Regions from separate parts of the Sus scrofa genome. Here regions 2 and 3 are each linked to region 1. Evidence: chromatin contacts called from public Hi-C data. All regions are on one chromosome and are shown on one strand. The core of a region is the stretch at or near the end of the contact, and the rest is flanking DNA. Distances in the headings are between cores, read along the strand shown. Region 1 holds the start of FOXC2 (forkhead box protein C2). Region 2 overlaps LOC106510452 (a long non-coding RNA gene). Region 3 overlaps LOC106510452 (a long non-coding RNA gene).

The links. Hi-C and Micro-C count contacts between places; a contact is called where the count stands out from the background.
Region 2: a Hi-C map of skeletal muscle shows a contact between it and region 1, with 3 times the contacts expected there. The contact joins the enhancer-like site here to the promoter of FOXC2 in region 1. A contact is called at or near these places in 4 of 47 Hi-C or Micro-C datasets (alveolar macrophages, embryonic fibroblasts, mesenteric adipose tissue and 1 more).
Region 3: a Hi-C map of skeletal muscle shows a contact between it and region 1, with 3 times the contacts expected there. The contact joins the enhancer-like site here to the promoter of FOXC2 in region 1. A contact is called at or near these places in 1 of 5 promoter capture datasets (liver), 8 of 47 Hi-C or Micro-C datasets (embryonic fibroblasts, heart right ventricle, mesenchymal stem cells and 3 more) and 1 of 2 datasets of contacts at active chromatin or transcription factors (skeletal muscle).

What each region holds. Positions count from the first base shown.
Region 1 is chr6:2,553,277-2,557,466 of Sscrofa11.1, forward strand. FOXC2 (forkhead box protein C2) reads right to left here and starts at 1,765. Exons shown (of 1, transcript XM_021093694.1): 1 at 1-1,765. The coding sequence starts at 1,091. It also overlaps a transcript of MTHFSD not described here.
Region 2 is chr6:2,445,772-2,449,961 of Sscrofa11.1, forward strand. It overlaps LOC106510452 (a long non-coding RNA gene), which reads left to right. Exons shown (of 7, transcript XR_002344453.1): 2 at 1-4,190. Among named protein-coding and RNA genes, the nearest start is that of FOXL1, 97 kb to the right of the region's middle. Within about 2 kb of position 2,375, at least 3 of the 83 cell types and tissues checked have an H3K27ac peak or open chromatin away from gene starts, as enhancers often do. A contact at or near this core is called in skeletal muscle, where this site is marked.
Region 3 is chr6:2,476,302-2,480,491 of Sscrofa11.1, forward strand. The region is part of intron 6 of LOC106510452 (a long non-coding RNA gene); the gene reads left to right. It overlaps LOC106510447 (a long non-coding RNA gene), which reads right to left. Exons shown (of 2, transcript XR_001308949.2): 2 at 1-4,190. Among named protein-coding and RNA genes, the nearest start is that of FOXL1, 67 kb to the right of the region's middle. Within about 2 kb of position 1,765, at least 20 of the 83 cell types and tissues checked have an H3K27ac peak or open chromatin away from gene starts, as enhancers often do. A contact at or near this core is called in mesenteric adipose tissue, retroperitoneal adipose tissue and skeletal muscle, where this site is marked.

The DNA.
Region 1 (4,190 bases), core at 515-3,014:
CCGCTCGTGTGGTCCGAGAGAGCCTCGTCCAGCGCTGGCGGGACGCACATGTGCGCCGGCCGCTCGGTCCCGGTGTACAGGCTCATGGCGCGCATGCTGCACTGGTAGCCTCCAGCGCCCGCGGCCTCCAGGCCCTGCGCGCAGGGCTGCCCGTAGGCGGCGGGCGGCGCGGCGGCGTAGGGCAGCGCCAGCGGCGGCACCACCAGGCCCGCGCGCCCAGCCGCGGGGCTCAGCTCGCCGCCGGGCGGCGACGTTCGCAGCGTCATGATGTTCTCCACGCTGAAGCCCGGCAGCCCGTTGGGCGCGCCTGCGTGGTGCTCCGGCAGCGAGCCGTCGGGGGAGCCGGCGGGCGTGGAGGCCGCGCTGCGCGGGCTGCCCTGCAGCGCGCTTTCGGGGCTCAGCGTCTCCACCTTGGTGATGACCGGCAGCGCCGGCGACGCCGCCTCGCTCTTGATCACCACCTTCTTCTCGACCTCCTTGGGGGCGTCCGCTAGGGGGGGCCCGGCCGGGGCTCCCTTGGACGCCGCCGGGGGCGGCTCCTTGAGGTGGGCCCGCTCCTCCTTCTCCTTGGGCACGTCCTTCTTCTTGAAGCGCCGCCGGCGCCGCAGGAAGCTGCCGTTCTCGAACATGTTGTAGGAGTCCGGGTCCAGGGTCCAGTAGCTGCCCTTGCCAGGCTTCTTGTCGTCACGGGGCACCTTGACGAAGCACTCGTTGAGCGAGAGGTTGTGGCGGATGCTGTTCTGCCAGCCCTGCTTGTTCTCCCGGTAGAAGGGGAAGCGGTCCATGATGAACTGGTAGATGCCGTTCAGGGTGATCTTCTTCTCGGGCGCGTTCTGGATCGCCATGGTGATGAGTGCGATGTAGCTGTAGGGCGGCTTCACGAGGTCCTTGGGCGCCGCGGGCTGGTGGTGGTGGTAGGGAGCGTAGGAGCGGCCCATGCCCGCGCCGTACTGCTCCGGGTGGCCCGAATAGACGCCCATGGGGCTGGCCATGCCGCCGTAGCTGCCCGCCGCGCGGTAGTAATTCTGCTCGCTCAAGTAGGGCACCACTCCCAGGGCGTTGGGGTCGGACACAGAGTAGCGCGCCTGCATGCTGCGTCCGAGACGGCTAGCCACCGCCTGCGCGCACGGACCGTGAGGAAGGCCCTGTGAGAGCGAGCGCGAGCGAGAGAGGAGAGAGGGAGGAAGGGAACCGGCGGGGGGAGCCCGGGCGCCTGGAAGCCTCAGGAGTGAGCTGGAGGAGGCGCCGGCGCTGGGCTCCCGCCTTCGGGCCGGGAAGGGGCGCTCGTTTTCAGCGGACCGGGAGAGGCAGCATCCTGGAGGGCGCGCCCGGGAGAGCGCAGCGCCGGCCCCTGTTCGCTCGCCCGCTCGCTCTCGGGACTTGGCTGGTGGCAGCCCGGGAGGGCGGCCGGGCCGGAGCAGAGTCGCCACGCACCGCGGTGGACCGAGGCTGGCCCCCTCGGTCCGCGTCGGGAAGGGGACGGCGGCTCTCCAAGCCCCCCGGCAAATCGGTAGCGCTGAGGGTCAGCGAGTCGGGGTCCAGAGTGCTGCCCTGCCGAGCCCGGAAAAAGAGGCAAAGTCCCTTTTAGGGATTGGGAAAAGTTTCAAAAGTCTTACTGAAAGCGAGTTTTTACTTTCCTGCGGCCACGCCCCCTCCGGGAACTTTGGACCAATAACCTGGCCGCTGTGGGGACTTAGCACCAATCAGGACGAGGAGCGCCGAATCCGTCGGCTCTAAGACCCAGCCACGCAGAACCAGACTTCTGCTGCTCCGTCTCAGCTGAAAAAAGATTTTTTTTAAAGTTATATCTTATTAAAATTTATTTTATTATCGCATTTTAGTTAATGGGCCCACGTGTCCAGAGCAAAAAAAAAAAAAACAAAAAAACCAAACCGACGCTCCTTTGCAGATAAAAGTCAGTTGGAGATATAAAATCGAATGGATTAATGTAGTCCAATATCTCCCCAAAGACCTCGTAAGTAGCAAAGAACCTGGGACTATTTTTCTTATTAATGAATAATGAGGCGAATAATTAGATTTCCTAATTATCGCGGCCTAGGTGTAATGGATTCCAAGAAAACGTGCTGGATTGGAATGGCGGGCCTCCGCTGGGTGTTATTATTTAAGCAAATAATTAATAATCAACGGGGAGTATCCAGGTTCGGGGCCGACAAGAATTACCTATAAAGGTTTCGGAGGCAAATATAGAATCCGAGAGCCTCTCACCCCAACCTGAGGAGGCGGGCCGAGGCGTCTATAGGGAAAGGCGAAGTGCAGAAAGTGGCGATATCTTGAGAATTTAATCCTTGGAATTCACCGTGGGTTCGGCAAATAATCCACGACATGGGGAACAGTTTTGTGGGGTTTGGGGAAGAGGGTGAAAAAATTCTGCTCATTTCCCACTTTCCCCTCCCGGGTAGACGCCTGCAGCCCCCCCTCCCGACCCCAGCTTCGCAGCTTCTCTCCCCTTTCCCAGAGATAAATTCCCTTTGACAGGCCGACTCCCGCGCTCCCCGAAGACGGGAACAATGCACCAGCCACCCGGCCGCCGGCGCAGTGCTGGGTTCCTCTGCCCGCGAGCAGAAACCCGAGCCGCTCTCCGCGGGGGCTTCGCCCGAGACGCGCGTCCGGAGCGCGGGCTCCTGGCCGCGGCCCCGCCGGCGGCACCCCGCTACCCCAGGCGCGGCCCCCACCTCCCGCTCCTGGCCGAGCCCCTTGGGATTACCCCGGTTGGATACGGTGATTTGGGCCCCGGGGCCCCGTGGGAGGGTGCGGGGAGCGATCCAGAAGGTCCAAGGCACCCCGGAGACCGAAGACTTCGAGATCCGGACCTCGAGCAACTCGGAGGTCCTCGCCCTTCCAAGCTGTCTGCTTCCCTCTAGGAATCCCGGAAAGTTTGTTTATTTGTGGACTGAGTATTTATTTCTTCAACACCTCGAATAATCGGGTCCCCCTCCGCTCGCTTCCCTGACGGGGCAGGACGCCTCTAAGAAGGTCTAAATGCCAGTGAGAGTTCTTCTGGAAGTTGTCTGTCCGGTAGAGTAGGGAAGACGAGTTCGGATAAAACTTTCTGGTGCTAGGATTCTTTTTCCCTCCTCACTCTCGCATCCCCTGTTTATGAGATCCCCAGGAAAAGGGTTTGGGAGAGTATGCCGTCACTATTAGCTGTGCGGGAGGCACGGGGAACACCTCACTCATTTTCAGTGGAAGAACAAAAGACAAAATATTTATTGCATTATCTGTGAATGGTATTATCTCCTGATAAATTCAAAATCGAAGAGTAAGTACGAAATAAATTTCTGTAACATTCGACTTCGGAAACACTCGCTGTATTTTAAAAGGGTGCTCTGGGGTCTTCCCCTAACTCTGTCGGTATGGCAGCTCCCCTTCCCCACCTCTCATATACATACACGAAGTCAAATAAACCTCCATCCTCAGCTCGCAGGTGAACGGTGTGAGCGTTCCCCCCACCCCTCCATCTCCCACCACAGCTTTATTTTTTCATCCATTTTATTTTAACATCCATTTTTTTTTTAAAGGAAAGAAACTCTAGCAAAAAAAAAAAAAATGTCTTTTTCCTGGAGTATGTGAGGGCAGCCGAGTTCTCACAATTTTACTGGAAATGCAAACTATTGATCAAGAAACACTCCTCAGTCCGTGGACTTCCTGGAGGAATATTATTTGCTCTGCTTTTACGAGGTGTTTAAGAAAAAAAAAAAAAAAAGCTTTATCACGGCATAGGGCAAAAACCAAAATAGCTCAGGACCACGGAAAATAAATTCCAAAATGACAGTTTCTGCCTGAGTTTATATTTACAAGGGTGTTTAGGTTTAAACCAGTGGTATCTGAAAAGAACTAAGTTGAGTTGCCTAAACTATTTACCTCCCTCCCTAAAGAATTGGGTCGGGGAGAGAAAGAAAAATCCTTATAATCAAGACAGAAAAGGTGAGAGAGACATTTTCCTCTGCTCCTGGAATTAAGTTTCTTCTCCTCTCCGTAGGACTCCAGGAGAGATGTTTGTTCAGGTTGTTAAAACAACACCTTCCATACACCTGGACTTTGCAAAAACCGTGTTTCCGATTTTTCCTTTATCCTGCCAGGGTATTTTGGATTGCGGGCAGCCCATTTCTTCCTTTCTTGACCTTCCTTACTGTCAGTAAGCCAAAAGCCGAACCGGGCCCCAGAGGGCT
Region 2 (4,190 bases), core at 1,125-3,624, 110 kb before region 1:
GCAGTGAGGGGCGTGGGATCTCCAGTCTGTGCACGGACAGGCGCCAGCTCACCCACCCTCACAAGCAGCCTGGAGGGATGACAAGACCGGGCCAGGGGCTGCGCAAGGACCCGAGGAGAACTCGGACGTGAGCTGCTGCGTCAGGCCGCACCCACACCCTCCTCATTGGCCCCGCTCAGCTCCCAGGCACCTTCCTGTCCGGTGGGAAACGCTGAATCCTTTCCAGACGAGGCTCAGAGAAGGAAATGAACTTGCCCAGAGCTGCACAGCTTTCAGACCGATAGACCCAAACCCAAACCTCCCGGGCAGTCTGACACTGTAAGACCGGACCCTAAATCTCCAGCACGTAATTTAACGGTAGCCCAAGCCTGGTGGGGTGCCGGGCGTGGGTGTCGAGCGCCGCCTGGCCCTTCCTCAGGCGGCCCCGCACGTTGGTGTTCACAGCCCCGTCCCCAGGCTATGGGCTCTCGGCCCCGCTCTGTTCTCTTAAAGCTTGGTGGGAGTTCCCGAGGGCTTGGCTGTGGGGGCTCAGGTCTGTCGGTATCTGTAGTATTTGTGAGTAAAACTGATAAAACGTAAGACTCTTTTATCCATTAAGTTCCAAGTGAGCACAGGGATAAGCCCATTGTATAGGAACACATTTGACCTATTTTGGAAAAAAATAATCCTATTTTTCAAAAGAGAAAAGTAGCGTGAAGATTCACCTTGTCCATGTTTGCAAACCTGTTTAATGTCTGGCTTAACAGAAACAGCGGGGTTCTCGCATCTGCGTCTGCTTTCAATCTGGTGCCTAGGAAAAGAAGCCTGGCCACACGTGAGTATGTATTTGGAAATTAAGAGGTGGGTTATTGGTTGTGGGTGTCATTCTTTAATAGTACACCAAAACTCGCCAAGAGGTCGTTCCTTCAAGGTAAGTTGCGGTAATGAACTATCTCGTCCCTGTTCTGTTCAGTTCCATGGGTCTACCCTGAACTTTGAATGGATTTTTTGCCCACGCGTGATTTTGTAACATTCCAAAATGTCGTGAAGAGGCCCTGGAAGTAGCTCAGGGTCCAAGGAGCACAGGTTATAACTGCTGAATTGGGTGAAAAGCTGCAGAATGGGGTTTACATCTGCTTTCTTGACTCTGTGCTTCCTGAGGAAAGGGAGTGGGGGGAGAGGGAGGGAGGGGGCGGGGGGGGTCGTGACTGGACTCCAGGCGAGCTCCCAGACCAGCCTCAGGCCTCAGAGGCCCTTCCGCCTCGGTGGGAGCGGAGCCGCTGGGCCCCAGACAAGCTCCCGTGTCTGCAGACTTCCCCACCCTGCAGCAGCAGCCCAGGCCTCCGGGTCACTTTTCCGTAACATTCGTGCCTTTGAGGTGGGCTCTCGAGGGGGTCCCCAACTGTGCAGACATGTGCTATCTTTGCCTTGAGTCTAGACGTCACCGCTCCTGTGGTCTGATGATCACCCCTCTGCCCAGCATGGTCTCGACAGGAAAGCAGCCTCCCCCAGAGCTCACGGAGGAAGGTATCGGGGTGTTTCTGGAGCGAGGGCGGGGTTCCGGGCACTGACAAGGACGGGGAAGCGTCCAGGGACGGACAGGGTGGGAGCCAGTGCCCCCTGGCTGGGAGGGGCGGGGGAAAGGGCCGGGCGAGCATCAGCCAGGCAGGAGGGGCAGGACGGAAGCACCCCAGCCTCCCCCTCTCTGCTCCTGCCCTCCAGTCCGCTTCCAGCGTCTCCCACGGGCTGAGCCCAGCAGGAAGCACGGGAGCCTCGTCCCTGCAGGTGGCCTCCCGAGGCACATGGCCGGGCGGCGGGAAGGAGGGATCTGGCCGGGGAAGTGAGAGTGGCCTGCTCGGCTTCAGGCTTCTGAATACCGCTGTCAAAGCAGAGCAGGCACCCACCAGAGCCGTCGAAAGAGCTCGAGGGGGCAAGCCTCCGGTCCCAGCCCTGTCTCAGCCCCACGAGACGCCCAGCGGGCATGCGGCAGTGGGCTCCTGCAGGCCCTCTGTGGACCGCCGTCCTTCCCACCCGGCCTGTCCCGGCGCCCCCGCGGAGCCCTCACGGACACCCAGTCGTGCTCTGTTGGCCTCTCCGTGACTCACCGTGACTATGCACCAGGCGTGGTGTCAGGTAAGCTCCCATCTGAGCCCAGGCCCCAGACTGCTGCCCACAGGGGAGAGCAGCGAGGCGGTAGATGGCAGTGCCTTGAGGAGCGAAGCCGCGCTGTCAGCGGCTGCTTGCCTGGTCCAGCCTGGTGAGGCCAGAGGACACTGGGCCGAGGCCACAGAGCCCCAGGGCCAAAGTCCAGCCTTGGGCAGCCCTGGGCCACTGACCTTGCCCACCTGCCCGTGCCTCTGTCTCCTGCCTGTGAGACTGAGAGCCCTTCTGGGTGAGGCTTAGACTTCCCCCAGCTCTAACCACGCCCCAGCCCCGCAGGGGGTGTGGACACTGGGCCTTTGTCTTCTCTTGGACGAGCCACCAGAACCACATCCGTGCTCTAAGATTTTGTGGACAACCCACTCCTTCCCCTTGGCCCCGTGCACTTGTTGGGCTCAGCAGATGTACCATTCTGACGTCGCACTTAGAAGACTTCCTCCATCTGGATTTCTGCAGCCCACAGGGAATCATTTGCCAAATGCACGTTTGACAAAGCATGGGCCCGCTTCGCTGGGTCTTGTGGCGCTGATAAAACCCACCTTTCCCCTGACGACTTGCGTCCTGCCCACGCCTGCCTTCTGGTCGGGACGAGAGGCAGAACCACGCTGGGTGGAGGAGGCCCTGGGCTTCTGCGCCCACGTGGGCTGTGCTGATGCCAGGCGGGATGGCAGAGGACGCACAAGGCCAGGCTCCTCTGAAACTGTGGCCGTGAATAGTAACATGTGGTATTAATAGAACACACAACAGGGGTCAGTGGTACAACGGGAAACCATTCATTTCCAACGTCAGGCCCACGAGTGCGACGGGAGGAACGTTTGCAAGCTGCTGCTCACGCTTTGAGACCTCGCTGCTGCTCGCTCTTCAGGAGCCTCGGGACGGCTGACGGGGGCGGGAGGGGTGCGGGGGGGGCAGTGAAGTCAGGAGGGTTTAGAGGGACCAGAGGAGTGGCAGCTGTCCCTGCTTCCGCAAAACTGCTTCACGCAAGGGATTAGCATGCTGCCTTCCCCTGAATGCGGCTTTTAAAGATACCGCGTAGTTTTCTAAAATCACGGCAACATATACCTGATTTAAACCTCACTGATTTAACCGCACAGTTCTGCGGCATTAAGTCACATTGCGGTTAGACCTAGACCTTCTCTGGAACTTTTTCATCTTCCCAGGGGACCCTCTGTCCCCACTAAACACAGTCTCTTCCCCCAGTTCCTGACACCCCCACCCCCCGTTTTACTTTCTGTCTTTACAAATTTGAGTCCTCGCTCCACGTAGCTTAACGTCTTCAGAGTTTATCCAGGTTGGGCCCGTGTCGGTGCTTCATTCCTTGCGAAGCTGAGTAATACCCGCTGCGCGGATGTGTGGACGGACCATACGGTGCGTCTCCGGTCAGCCACGGACGGCACTTGACTTGCCTCCCCCTCTTGGCTGTCGTGAAGAGTGCCCCCTGGGCATCTTTGCTGTAAACACCTTGTCGTAGGTTGGATAATTGGCAGCCTGCGATGTTGTCTGGCCCAGCTGTCCTCAGTCGACAAGGAGGGATCAGAGGATATGATGGAAAACTCACGGACTTTGAAGCCAAAACAGACCTGGTTTCAAATGCTTGCCTGGCCGGCTGCAACATCAGGCAAGTGTAATCCTCCCCGGCCTCCATTTGTCCATCTGTGAAATGGGAATCGTGGTCACTGCTGATTGCTGTGCCAGCATCCGCACTAGCTTCCTGGTCCCTGCAAGAGCAGTAATTTTTTTCGACTTTCTACCCTCTCCCCAGGTGACTGGCAGGTGCTGGGGCTCTCACATCTCAGGGATGAGGCCTAATTAGGGGACCCTACCCCTGGCCCATGATTTGGGACCAAGGCTTCAGCCGGTCAGCTCTTGGCAGTTCCCTGGCAGCTGTTGCTGCGGTGGGGGTGGGCGCCTACCAGTGTGGTGTCCCATCAGATAGAGGAAGGGCTGATTGCCGTGCAAGTGGGGCTCCCTCGCCTAGGAGCCAACAGGAAAGCAGGTTTCCCAGGTGCCACCTGCAGCCATCCTGCCGCCCCCGGGAGCTGGCCTGCGGA
Region 3 (4,190 bases), core at 515-3,014, 77 kb before region 1:
CCACAGTGGCAGGGATGCGAGTTCAATCCCCTGCCTGATGCAGTGGGTTAAGGATCTGGTGTTACCGCAGCTGTGGTGAATGTTTTCACTCTGGCTCAGATTTGATCCCTGGCCCGGGAAGTCCACATGCTACAGGGCGGCCAGAAAAAGAGGAAAAAAAGTCAAACTCTAAACAATGAATTCGCCAATAAAAGGAAGCATGAAGTGTTTTAGAAATGCATGGGGGGGGCGGTGGGAACCAAACAGCGGGAATGAAAGATTTAGAGGAAGGTCTGCAAAGGAGCTGGGTTTTGAAGGACGAATAGGAGTTCACCAGGCCGAGAAGGAGTTCACCTGTGCAGAATTACAGAGGCCTGAACAAGAGCTGTGTTTCCAGAAGAGCCAGCAGCCAATGCAAGTAGAACATGAAATGCTGAGACTCTAGAAGAGTTTGAAGAGCTGCTCGGAATCTGGCTTTAAAGACCGTAGCCTGTGTTCATTTATTCTGCAACTGTTTGTTGAGTCCCTGCTGTGTGCAGGCACTGAGGATACCTCGGGGAACAAATCAGTGAAAACCTCTGCCTTGAAGGTGCTTACTTCCAGCGGGGAGACGGAAAGCATATGCCTAAGAGGAAAATGTGGGGGTTGCGAAGGGACGGGGCTGAAGCAGGAGAGGGGAGAGGGCGCTCGAGAGGGCCTGGCTAGAAGGTGCAGAAGAGTAAAGACCCAAAGAGGGGGAGGCAGTGTCCCCCCTCCCCACCCCCGGGGGGAGACATGCACCGAGGGGCAGCAGCTGGCACGGGTGCCCTGGGCCAGGAGGCAGAGCCAGAGGGAGGGCAGAGGAAGGACCAGGACACGGGGACGGGGCCTAGGCAGAGGGGGTGTGGCCTGACCTGGTTTTGGAAGGTAACTCTGGCTCCGCCCAAGATGGGGGAGCAAGCGAGGGCAGGGGGCATCGGCCCAGCGAGTCTCGCGGACTCTGGGTGCTCAGGAAGGAATGAATGAGGGAACGAGGGCATGGAGGGACAGGCGTGCCTTCCCAGGGCATGGGAGGCCAACGTGGAGCCTGAGAGCAGCCGGGGGGCAGGCTCGCCCCCACTGCTGATGATGCGATGGCCGCTTCCGGCACTGCGCTCCCTTCCTGGCGCTGCTGGAGCGAGTGACCACAGACCTAGAGGCCTAAAGGACACAGGTGGGCTCTCACCGTCGGCAGGTCAGAAGTGGGTCTCACTGGGTCGGGTCAGGGTGTCGCAGGGCTGGTTCCCTCTGGAGGCGCCAGAGGAGAATCGTTCCTGTGCCTTTTCCAGCTTCTCGAGGCGCCCACTCCCTTGGCTGGTGGGCCCATGTCACTCTACTTCTGTCGTCACATCTCCTCCTGTGACTCTGACCTCCTGCCTCCCTCTTAGAAGGCCCTTGTCGTTGCATGGGACCCACCCGGAGAATCCAGGTCCATCTCCTGTCTCAAGATGCAGCCATTCATTACACGCCATTCATCATATCACGGGCACCTTGGCCAGGCTGGCAAGCCCATTGCCACCGTGGTCTCGGGGATGCTCACAGCCACCAAGCAGGCAGGGGTTTCCCGGGTGAAACCAGGGCTCAGAGAGGGGGCGTGCCTTTCCCGGGTCCCACAGCCAGGATCTGGAGGGACGGTGCCCACCTGGCCCTGGTGCTCCCTCTCCCTCCATGGAATGGCCCCGCCTCGCCGCATGGCACCAGCAGGGCGCTTCACCTTCCTAGCAGAGGGCCTCCCAGGAAAGACAGGGCCAGGCCAGATACCAGACACCCACGGGGCCCTTAGTCCAAACTGGCACCTTGGAAAGGCACAGCAGCACTGGGAAACTCACACTCCTCTTCCCCGTCACCCGGCGTTGAGAACAAAGTGCCTTTGAGCTCCCGGGGGTCCTCTGAGGAGCCCCCAGGGAAGACAGTGTCTCTGTGACAACCGGCCTCACAGGGGCTGCAGCGGAGTCGCGGGGTGAACCCATGTGTCGAGCAGAGAAGAGCCAGAAGCCCCTCTGGCACTGCGCACCGGGGAAGCAGCGGCCTGCTCCAGAAGAGGCGTGCAGCCTTGTTTATTTTCATTTTTGCAATTGAAAATGCTCACTTCCTAGGCCCCTCCATGCGGGGTGGCTGTTCCTTTAAAGAGAAAAGGAAGTGTGGTCCTGGCAGAGTGAACCGGAGCAATAAAAAATAAATCTCGGTAATTGTTGTGGAGACAGAAAGCAAAACAAACCGGACTTAAGTACATCATAAGAAGATGTCAGCGTCGGAGGCCCAGCCATTAGCCTGCGAAATCCCTTCTCTCCCCGGAGGACCCGCTGGATGGGGCCCAGCCCGTTGGATTTTCCGCATTCCTCCTTCAGGGGTTCCTGGAACGTCAGACCACGGCCTTGCCTTCTTCTCCTGAAAAGGACGGGCAGCTTCGAAGATGGTGAAGGAGAAACGTCAGCGTGGTGCCCGGAGGAAGGCGGCCGACGACGAGCCGCCAGCTCCAAGGGGCTTCTCAGATGCTGGGCCCTGCAGACAGGGCCTGACCGGGGCCAGGGAGGGTCTGCAAAACGCCCCCTGGACGCCTCTGGGACAGCAGCTCCACTCCGATGTCGCCGAAGGGAGTGCCCCACCTCACGTCCGCAACAGGCACATAAAACGGGGTAGCCTCTGCTCCAGGGTCAGCTCACCTGCCTCGTCAGAGTAGGAACCACCCTCCCTGTCTCCGCCACTGGCCACCAAAACAAACTTCAGAGTTGCGAGGGGGTGTCCGAGAGGACCTGGGCTTGAGAACGGGAGGCCCCAAGCCGAGGTGGCGTTCTTGGAGCGCATTCTGGGTGCTGACTCCCGAGACAGCCCTGGTTTGCTGGGGTGGGTCCCTGTTCATGTCGGAGCCTGTCACTTTCAAAAGGTTCTGTTCAGGGTGGTTGTGTGCCCATTTCCCAGAGGAGGAAGCTGAGGCTCAGAGAGTCACAGAAGTGGCCCAGATCATAAGAGGGGCCAAGCTGGGATCTAAACCCAGGCCTGATTGAGTCCCCCAAGAGAGCTTTTACTCCGAGTCACCTCCTAACACATCAGGCGATCCTGAGATCCTGTGTAGGGGCCCGCAAGGCACAGACGTGGCTGTTCGGCTTGAGTTTCCGTGTCCAGCACGGTAACGATAGATCAGACTTGCATTTGGGGGGAGACCTCATTTCTATCCTGACCTTTCTGCCGAATTTAAGACCCAAAGATAAACCCCTTGCTTAACTTTCAAAGGTCTAAATCGTTTCCCCATCAGCACCTCTGGCAGCAGAGGTTTCTCTTTCAGGCTGTGGTTTGCAGGTTGGAGCGTCCCGGAGCTGGAGGGCGAGCAGTAATCAGCTTTATCCTTGGGTCCTCCATGGAGAAATGGAAAAGAGATTTCCCTCTCCTTCCATCTGAAAACGCCTTCTGGGCCCCTTTTTGTCTCCGGCGCCTTCTGCCCGTGGCTCCGGTTGGGAAGGCACCAGAGGGGATATGCTGGGCTTCTCCCAGGACACCAGAAATTTGGACGCTAAGTGCTGGGAGCAGGGAGCCAGGCCTCTCAGCCTCGAGCTGAAGCAAGGCCCGTGAACTGGCCGGGAGTGCCACGTGGCGGGGCATCAGCGGCTTCGCGGACTCGACGCAGCTGTGAGAGTGAGGCAGGCACTGTGCTGGGGCGCTAAGGCCCCTCCCTCCCGCCGCCTCCTCTGCACGAGGGGGCTTTGTGCTTCCTTATCGGGGCACGAAGTCATCTCATCTGTTGTACACCGCCACCCCCGCCCTCCCGAGGGCTCCGCCTGACCCCACAGCAGGAGCAGCATCTGACCCTCTCTCCACCCTGCCAGGGCCAATCAGAGGCTCTCCTGGCTTGGGGAGGCCTCTGCCCTCCGTGGGGGCGTGGGGGGGCTGCTTTCGAACCTGTGAGAGGCAATTAGATATTTTCCAGATTGCAAAGGTGGCCTCCGTTTCTGTGAAAAGCTGCACATCTTGCAGAAGGTCAAAGACCCCCACACGCCCACGCCAAGCCGGCAGCAAGGCTCACCCGGCAGCGGCCATCAGCTGGCCAGGCCTGTGAGGCTTCCACGGCTCCACCCAGACAGTGGAGAGGGCAGGGGACAGCAGCTGTGCCTCAGCGTGGACCTGGTGCGGAGTGCGCCCTGCGTGGAGTCCTGACCTAGACCTTGGGCTCATCAGAGGAAAGAACCCGGCACATCCGT